2 separate regions of the Anas platyrhynchos genome follow, and region 1 is linked to region 2. The links are chromatin contacts, called in public Hi-C maps. All regions are on one chromosome and are shown on one strand. Each heading gives the region's core, a stretch centred on a gene start, on an enhancer-like site or on the middle of the called end of the contact. The rest is flanking DNA. Distances are from core to core; before and after follow the strand shown.

What was found. Hi-C and Micro-C count contacts between places; a contact is called where the count stands out from the background.
Region 1: a contact with region 2 is called in a Hi-C map of F1 follicle, with 2.8 times the contacts expected there. The contact joins two enhancer-like sites. A contact is called at or near these places in 5 of 8 Hi-C or Micro-C datasets (F1 follicle, liver, skeletal muscle and 1 more).

The regions. Positions count from the first base shown.
Region 1 is chr2:118,426,482-118,429,922 of IASCAAS_PekinDuck_T2T, reverse strand. It overlaps SLC4A7 (solute carrier family 4 member 7), which reads right to left. Exons shown (of 26, transcript XM_072033453.1): 12 at 1,670-1,773; 13 at 1-152. Among named protein-coding and RNA genes, the nearest start is that of NEK10, 26 kb to the left of the region's middle. Within about 2 kb of position 1,927, at least 2 of the 8 cell types and tissues checked have an H3K27ac peak or open chromatin away from gene starts, as enhancers often do.
Region 2 is chr2:118,370,567-118,373,916 of IASCAAS_PekinDuck_T2T, reverse strand. The region is part of intron 1 of SLC4A7 (solute carrier family 4 member 7); the gene reads right to left. Among named protein-coding and RNA genes, the nearest start is that of SLC4A7, 54 kb to the right of the region's middle. Within about 2 kb of position 2,011, at least 2 of the 8 cell types and tissues checked have an H3K27ac peak or open chromatin away from gene starts, as enhancers often do.

The DNA of each region.
Region 1 (3,441 bases), core at 678-3,177, 56 kb before region 2:
CCAGGAGCCCTCCAAAAGTGATTACAGGAGACATACAGGCACAGTATAGGAAAAGAATCGAGGCCAGGCACTGCAGGCTTAATGCATCCTTGAAGTCACTCAAGAAAAAAGGTGCTTTCCTTTTGATGTCAAGTATCAAACCACCAAAAAGCCTAAATAGGTGAGATGAAACTCGTCAAACTGTACACTAAAGGATTCTAGCTAGTTCAAAACTATGGGCTACACAAGACTGCCAGTGCCTATTGCCAGCACAAAATTAGCTATTTTATAATCCAGATTAAAGCATAACACAGTTTAAAATATAAGTGAGAATCTTATCTATTCCAATTCATTATTTTTCCAAAGTATCATCAATCAGGCCACCCACATTTTTAAAAGCTGGCTAGGAATTTTTGCATATAACGGGCTAGATACTGAAAAATATCTTTACAAATATCTATAGCTTAATTATGTTTAAAGTTAAATCCGTCTTATGAGATTCAGAACAAGGAACAAGAGACATATGCTAAACTTCAACCAAAATCATTGCATTTCAATATCACTACTCCAGTAAGCAGTTATAGCTTTGTTTTTGATCCGAATTCTCTACATTGATGAACGAACCTATATTTACTTAACAGCATAACATTTGGAGTATGGAGATATTTTCTAAATGGAAATACAAAAACAAATGTATATAAATCGGTTCAAGTGGGTAAGTTACCAAGAAATTAAAAAGCTTTTTGTAGCTTCTCAAAATTTTCAAAATTAAATACTAAGTAAAATTTGTAACTAGGAAAAAATTGGTTTATTCTGAATTATACATAAAAGCCTTAACAAAATTTTCCATTCCTGTGGAAAAAAAAAGTTTTAGCTATTTAAAGATAATTCTGTGGGTAGAAATGAGCTTTTGTTCCTTATACCATCTGCAAAAAGGCAAGATAAGAGTATGATGAAGCTAAAATTGTAAAAATTAAAACAACGCTTATAATTCCTTCTTGCAAAGGTATGAGAAAAATGTAAATCACTTAGAAGTTTATCATTTTGGGGATAACTTTATACATCTTCTCCAGAATTTCTCAGTTGATATAATTTCCGGTATGCAATATTAACATATAGTCCTATTCAGTTGCATTTCCACTGTTAGAGAGGTGGGGTTTTTTTGGCAATTATTTCAGAACAGAACAGTAATGCAACTCAACCGAAAAGTTCCTTTGATTTTTATTTCAGATCTAAAAGAAACATAACCAAAACAGTATTCTTTGCCACTTTATATTCTTTGTTATTCCACTTCATACATGTTTAATAAAACAGATTTGCATTAACGGAAATTTTTAGTACCTAGCCCAATACTGAAAATTGTATATTCCTGGTATAATTATGGTAATTGCATGCTTTTGATAATTAAAAATTAAAACTCAACACTTAAAAGTCAGTTAGTTAAATCAAGCAGCATCTTATAAGAAATCCTTCACAAACGTGTTGAGAAACACTGCCACAGGCTTGAAAATGCTTTAAGCACACTGCCATTTATAGGCAAGAACCCAACACTTGAAAAGGAAAACAGATGCGTTCTGACACATACAATGGTGTTGTTTGTTTGTTTATGTTTAAATGCCATCATTAAATCTATGGAGATTTATCACTTTTATTTCTTTATGGTAGCTAGTATTTAGGGAAGTGAACACACCTTCCAGTTCTCTCAAGTTCGGGTCCAGCATGATGGCCTTCTTCTTTAAGAGTCTCTCCTGTAGGAGTAGATCCATTGGGAAACTTAGGTATCTTTCTTTTCTCCTAAAGAAGGAAAAAAAAAAAAAAGCCACACAAGACAAACACATACTTCAAATTATACTTTTTAGTGCAACCGCGAAGAGTGTACAGAGACTTGCCTTCCAGGCCTTTTTAGAATCCCAGCTTATCAGCAGCTCTCCATGTGCCAAATTCCTCTTTTATTGAATACAGATGACCAAAATTGTGCAACACTCCCAAAAAGATCTTATTAGTGTCTTGCACAACAGTACTAATCTTCCCTTTCTAAAAGAATTATCTCCCCTGAGACATGATGAAACAAAGTCTGCCTTTTCAAGACATAGTATAGGCTCAGCCACGTGGCTTAGACATCTTCTTAAGATTTTTTTCTCAGTCATTTCCAGAGCAGAAGCCTCCAGCTTGCAACAGAAACTGACCTCACTCTATAACAAAGTACAGTATTAAGTACAAATGTTATTGTAACTTGAAAAGTTATTCATCAAGCTCACCATCTCATCACAAATTTCTCAGTCAATCTTGCATTCCAGAAAAAAAAAAAGAAAAAAAAAGAAAAAGGAAAAAACACTTAGCCTTGCTTATTCTGGCAACAAATTAATTGCTAGCCTCACACTACTCATGAGATAAGCTATACTGCTGTCCCCCCTTCCATTCCAACCACTTCCCTAAATAATCACATAATTCAACACCAGCTCAGCCTTGTGAACGAAGAACACCGGTCTTCCTCCCCATTTTTGATCCCTGTGGCAGTAATTTCCCTCAGTAATAAAGAGGCAAAAAGGAAAGAAGTCAGAGGCCACTAAGGTCTCACCCTGACTCTCAGTTCTAAGCCTTGTAGCACAACCAGACACTTTTATCTATTTCATAAATATTCTGTAAACATTAATTACTAGCCAATACACATTAAAACTTATTTTCAATCAATGTCGCATGCAAACAAAGGTGTGTTTTTTGGTAAGAATTACAATACTCTTGCTGTTCATTGTTAGATTAAATTTGTTAATATGAACCCAAGTACAATTTTGGATCAACTCTCCATCTCAGACAGCTTCATTTCAGTATTACAAAAAGAATTACAATAAATACATGTGGTGGTTTTATGACAGTCAACTAAACTCCACTACACTGCTCAAAGAAGAGGAGAAAATGTAATGAAAAAAAAGCTCATGGGTTGAGATAAGGATAATTAAAGAGGAAAGAGAAAAAAAAAATAAGCAAAGACCATAGAAAGAAAATAAGTTACTCTCAACTTCCCACCAGCAAGCAATGTTCAGCCACATTTTGGGAAGCAGGGCCTCAGTACACATAGAAGTTCTCTGGGAGGACAGATGCTTTCATAACACGAGTCCTTCCTTCTCCTTCCCCAGCTTTTATTGCTGAGTGTGACATATGGTATGGAATATCCCTTTGGTCAGTTTAGGTCAGCTGCCCTGGTGATGTCCCCTCTTCACCTCTTGCTCAACTCCATCCCACTGGCCCAGGGGTGGAGAGTCTTGACGCTGTGCCAGCACTGCTCAGCAATAAACAAAACTGGTGATATATAGGTGCTGTTCTAGCTACAAGTGCAGAGCACACAGAACTGTATGTGCTGCTGTGGGGAAGGTTAACTCCATGCTGGTCAGACCCAGTACTATAAAATTTACTTAAAAAAAAAAAAAAAAAATAGAAAAAAAAAAGTGTCAGATCAGTTTTCTG
Region 2 (3,350 bases), core at 762-3,261:
CTACAGCAGCATCCAGATCTCCCAGGAAACAGAACATGAGCTTTATTTTACCTATAAACAAACATGAAACTTGTTAACAATATATTAAGAATTCAGTGAGCTCTCAGATAACAACCTAAGTCTAGTTCTCAGCCCATAAGTGTACTGAGAATAATTAATGATTTGACAGCAGAGAATTCAAAATACTAAAGTTCACAAGCAAAACACAGCTCTCCAGGATGAGCAGTAAGACTGCAAGCAGGTAATTGCAGTCTTATTGCAAGCATTATTGCAGCTGTAAGACACTCACAAAAATAAACTTCCAAGCATTATATAAACATAAATAGATGCTTAGTGCTGTGCTCCCATGCAACTAAACCAGCATGCCCCAGGTATGAGTTTTTCTCATCTGCTGCAATGTAAAAACTGAAATTATTTCTTAGAAGACAATTTATAGTTCTGAGGGCTGGAATGATTCTGACTCAAATTCATTCCACAGTATCTCATGAAATATACAATCAGGAACATCATAATAATCTAACAGACTGTACAAAGTTCTGTTGTGTTTGGGCCTTCAGTGTTGAGGATAAATTATGCAACAACATCAGCCAATGCAAGGGCATCAGCCAACAAAAAAAAAGAGAGAAGGATTATTATCAATGAATAGCTGTCTTGCAAAAATAACAGTTGTTACAAGTATGTTTACAAAACTGGAGTTGCTAAAAAAATATTGACACAATGTGTCTATGAGAAATTAATTTCAACTAGAACATAATATTTACATAAACCTGCATGTTTTCCCTCTCTGTTGTGAGAAGAACTAGATAGCAAGGTTTACTAGTTTAATAACATTATCACAAGCACAGCACATCTCCCAGGGCTCAGCTAACAGATGTCAGCAGTTCACACAGCAAAGCTACAAAGAGCCCTGAAATGCCGCTCAAGACTGCTTAACGGCACTCCACGTGGCAAAATCTTTACCAGCAGATGAAGCATAACCAGCCCTCTCAGATCAGAGATGCCAACCCCAAGAACTCCTCAGGGAGGAGTTGTGTTGCTCCTCCCTGGGGCTGGTAATGGATGGCAGCAGCCTCATCCACAAGAGGTGCTGCTACCCTTGAGGTGCTGAGTGGCCAGGTGAAGGAACTGCAGGACAGCATGAACACACTGCACAACATCACTGAAGATAAACATGAGGTCCTGGCAGGTCTGCAGCCTGCTGGATGTTTGGATCAAGGTTGTTTCAGAAAAAAATGTCAAGGCTCATCCAGCCCTCAGACTATTACCCTTTCCCACTTGCCCACAGGGACACCAGCAACACTTCCAAAAAGAAAATCATTACTGTTGAGTGAATCAAGAGTGACTGCTGAGCACCACGGGAAGGATGAAGAGGCCCAAGTGGTATTCTCAGTCCCTCGAGCGAGGAGAGAGTCAATATCCAGTTAACAGCAGAGCAAATATCTTTACCACCAAACTCCCTTAGCTTGTGAATACGGCTGTAATATGGGCATGGTGAAGAAAAGCTTAAAAACTTAAGTGAAGATGTGGAAAATCCAAAAGGGAGAAGATGCTCTTGTCCCCCTTGTGGAAAAGCCATAACCAAGAGCCCATCTCCCTCAGGTGCTTGCACTCACAGCATGGAAGGTAAAAGGCAGACTTCGAAGTCAGAGCTTCTTACAGAGTGAGGGTGCAACAGCTTGCATGGCTGCAGTGATGCAGGTTCTTGGGAAAGCCAGGCTGGGAAGTTGAAGAGCACAGATCTCAATCAGATTTCAAAGGGATGTCTTCAACACACGGAGCTTTGCTTGAACAAATGACAACACACTCCAAGACCTTATAGGTAAGGATCAGAGAAAAGTCCAACAGGATTGACATTGCACTTGATGCCCACTACAGATCTCTTCATGAAGAAGAGGAGTAAGAAGAATCCTTCCTTTAAAAGCTGGAGGAAGCTCTATGATTGTGGGCACTGGTACACATCAAGACCTAGACCCACAATGGTATCTGCTGGTAGAGCATGGTCAGGCACAGCACTCCAGCAGATTTCTCAAGCGTGTGATGATTTAGTGTGTGAGTCAACCGGTGAAGATGCTCTGCTGTACTTGCTCACAAACAAGGAAGAAACAGACAGGGATGTGAAAGTCAGAAACTGGCTTGCCTGCAGCAACCACAAAGTTGTGGAGTTTCAAGTCCTGGGAGAAGCAAGAAAGACAAATAGTACAGTACACAGCACAGGACTCAGTACGTGCAGTTCTAACATGGGACTTCACGAGAGCAGAATGCAGCCTGTTCAGGACTCTTCTCGGTAAAATCTCAAGGAATGCTACCGTGGAGGGTAAAGGGTAAAAGCCTGGGAGAAGTGGCTGATCTTCTTGGACAACCTCCTCAAAGCACAGAACAGCTCATTCCTCAATGCACGAAGTCGTGCAGGCCTGACAACCGGACAGCGTGCATGAAAAGGCAACCTGTGACTGAGCTCAAATGTGAAAACAGAGCACATAAAAGGTGGAAGCAGGGGTAGGAGGAACACGCAGGCATTATCTGAGTGTGCTGGGGTAGAAACAGACAAGCCACAACTCATCTGAAACTACCTGTTGTTGTTCAGCAGTAGGAATGAGCAACAGATGTGGAGGGCAGTAAGAAGGGGAGAAAACTTTTTTTTTTTTTTAACTGAAGTTAAACAACAGAGGCAGAAAACAAGTCCGTGCAACAAGATCTATCTGCTGTACATCCTTTTCTTACACATGCAAAAGAGTATCTGATGAATCACGGCTTCTAAATGTGAACTCAGTCTGATCAGTTAGCAATAAACATGATTTATTAGCTGCAGTAGCTTATTCATAACCTTGTCTGAAAGAACGAACTCACAAGTGCTTCAGCTTCGCGTGACTTCTGGGATCCAGAACACAGCAGCCTCAAACTCTTGACAAGGCAACAGAATTTCTGCACTGGGAAGCTATTGCACTCCAGAAACCAACACCAAGTGAAATTCCACTACAATCTCTCTCCCTAACACAGGTTTGCTTTAACCTTTTTCCATTCTTTGGTAACAGACCATCAAGACAGCTTGATTAGTGATTCTCAAGTCTAATGATAATTCTACTCTGCTAATGGAACAGTTGCAGTGTTCAGAAGTGGTAGTTTTGTTGTAACAAAATTTTAGGTTTCTCTAGCAAGGAATAACTGACACCGTTATCCTTACCATAACCTAGGTATTTACAGTCACTTAGCTGTCTCTCTCCATCCAAAAATAGATCCAAGTCAAGACACAGCCAGTATGTATTTACTATATTTCCATTAGTCATGGAAAAAACAAAGGAATCCGCCTAGTGCGTAAAAGACCAGGAAAAAAATCGTCACTTTAGGGAAGC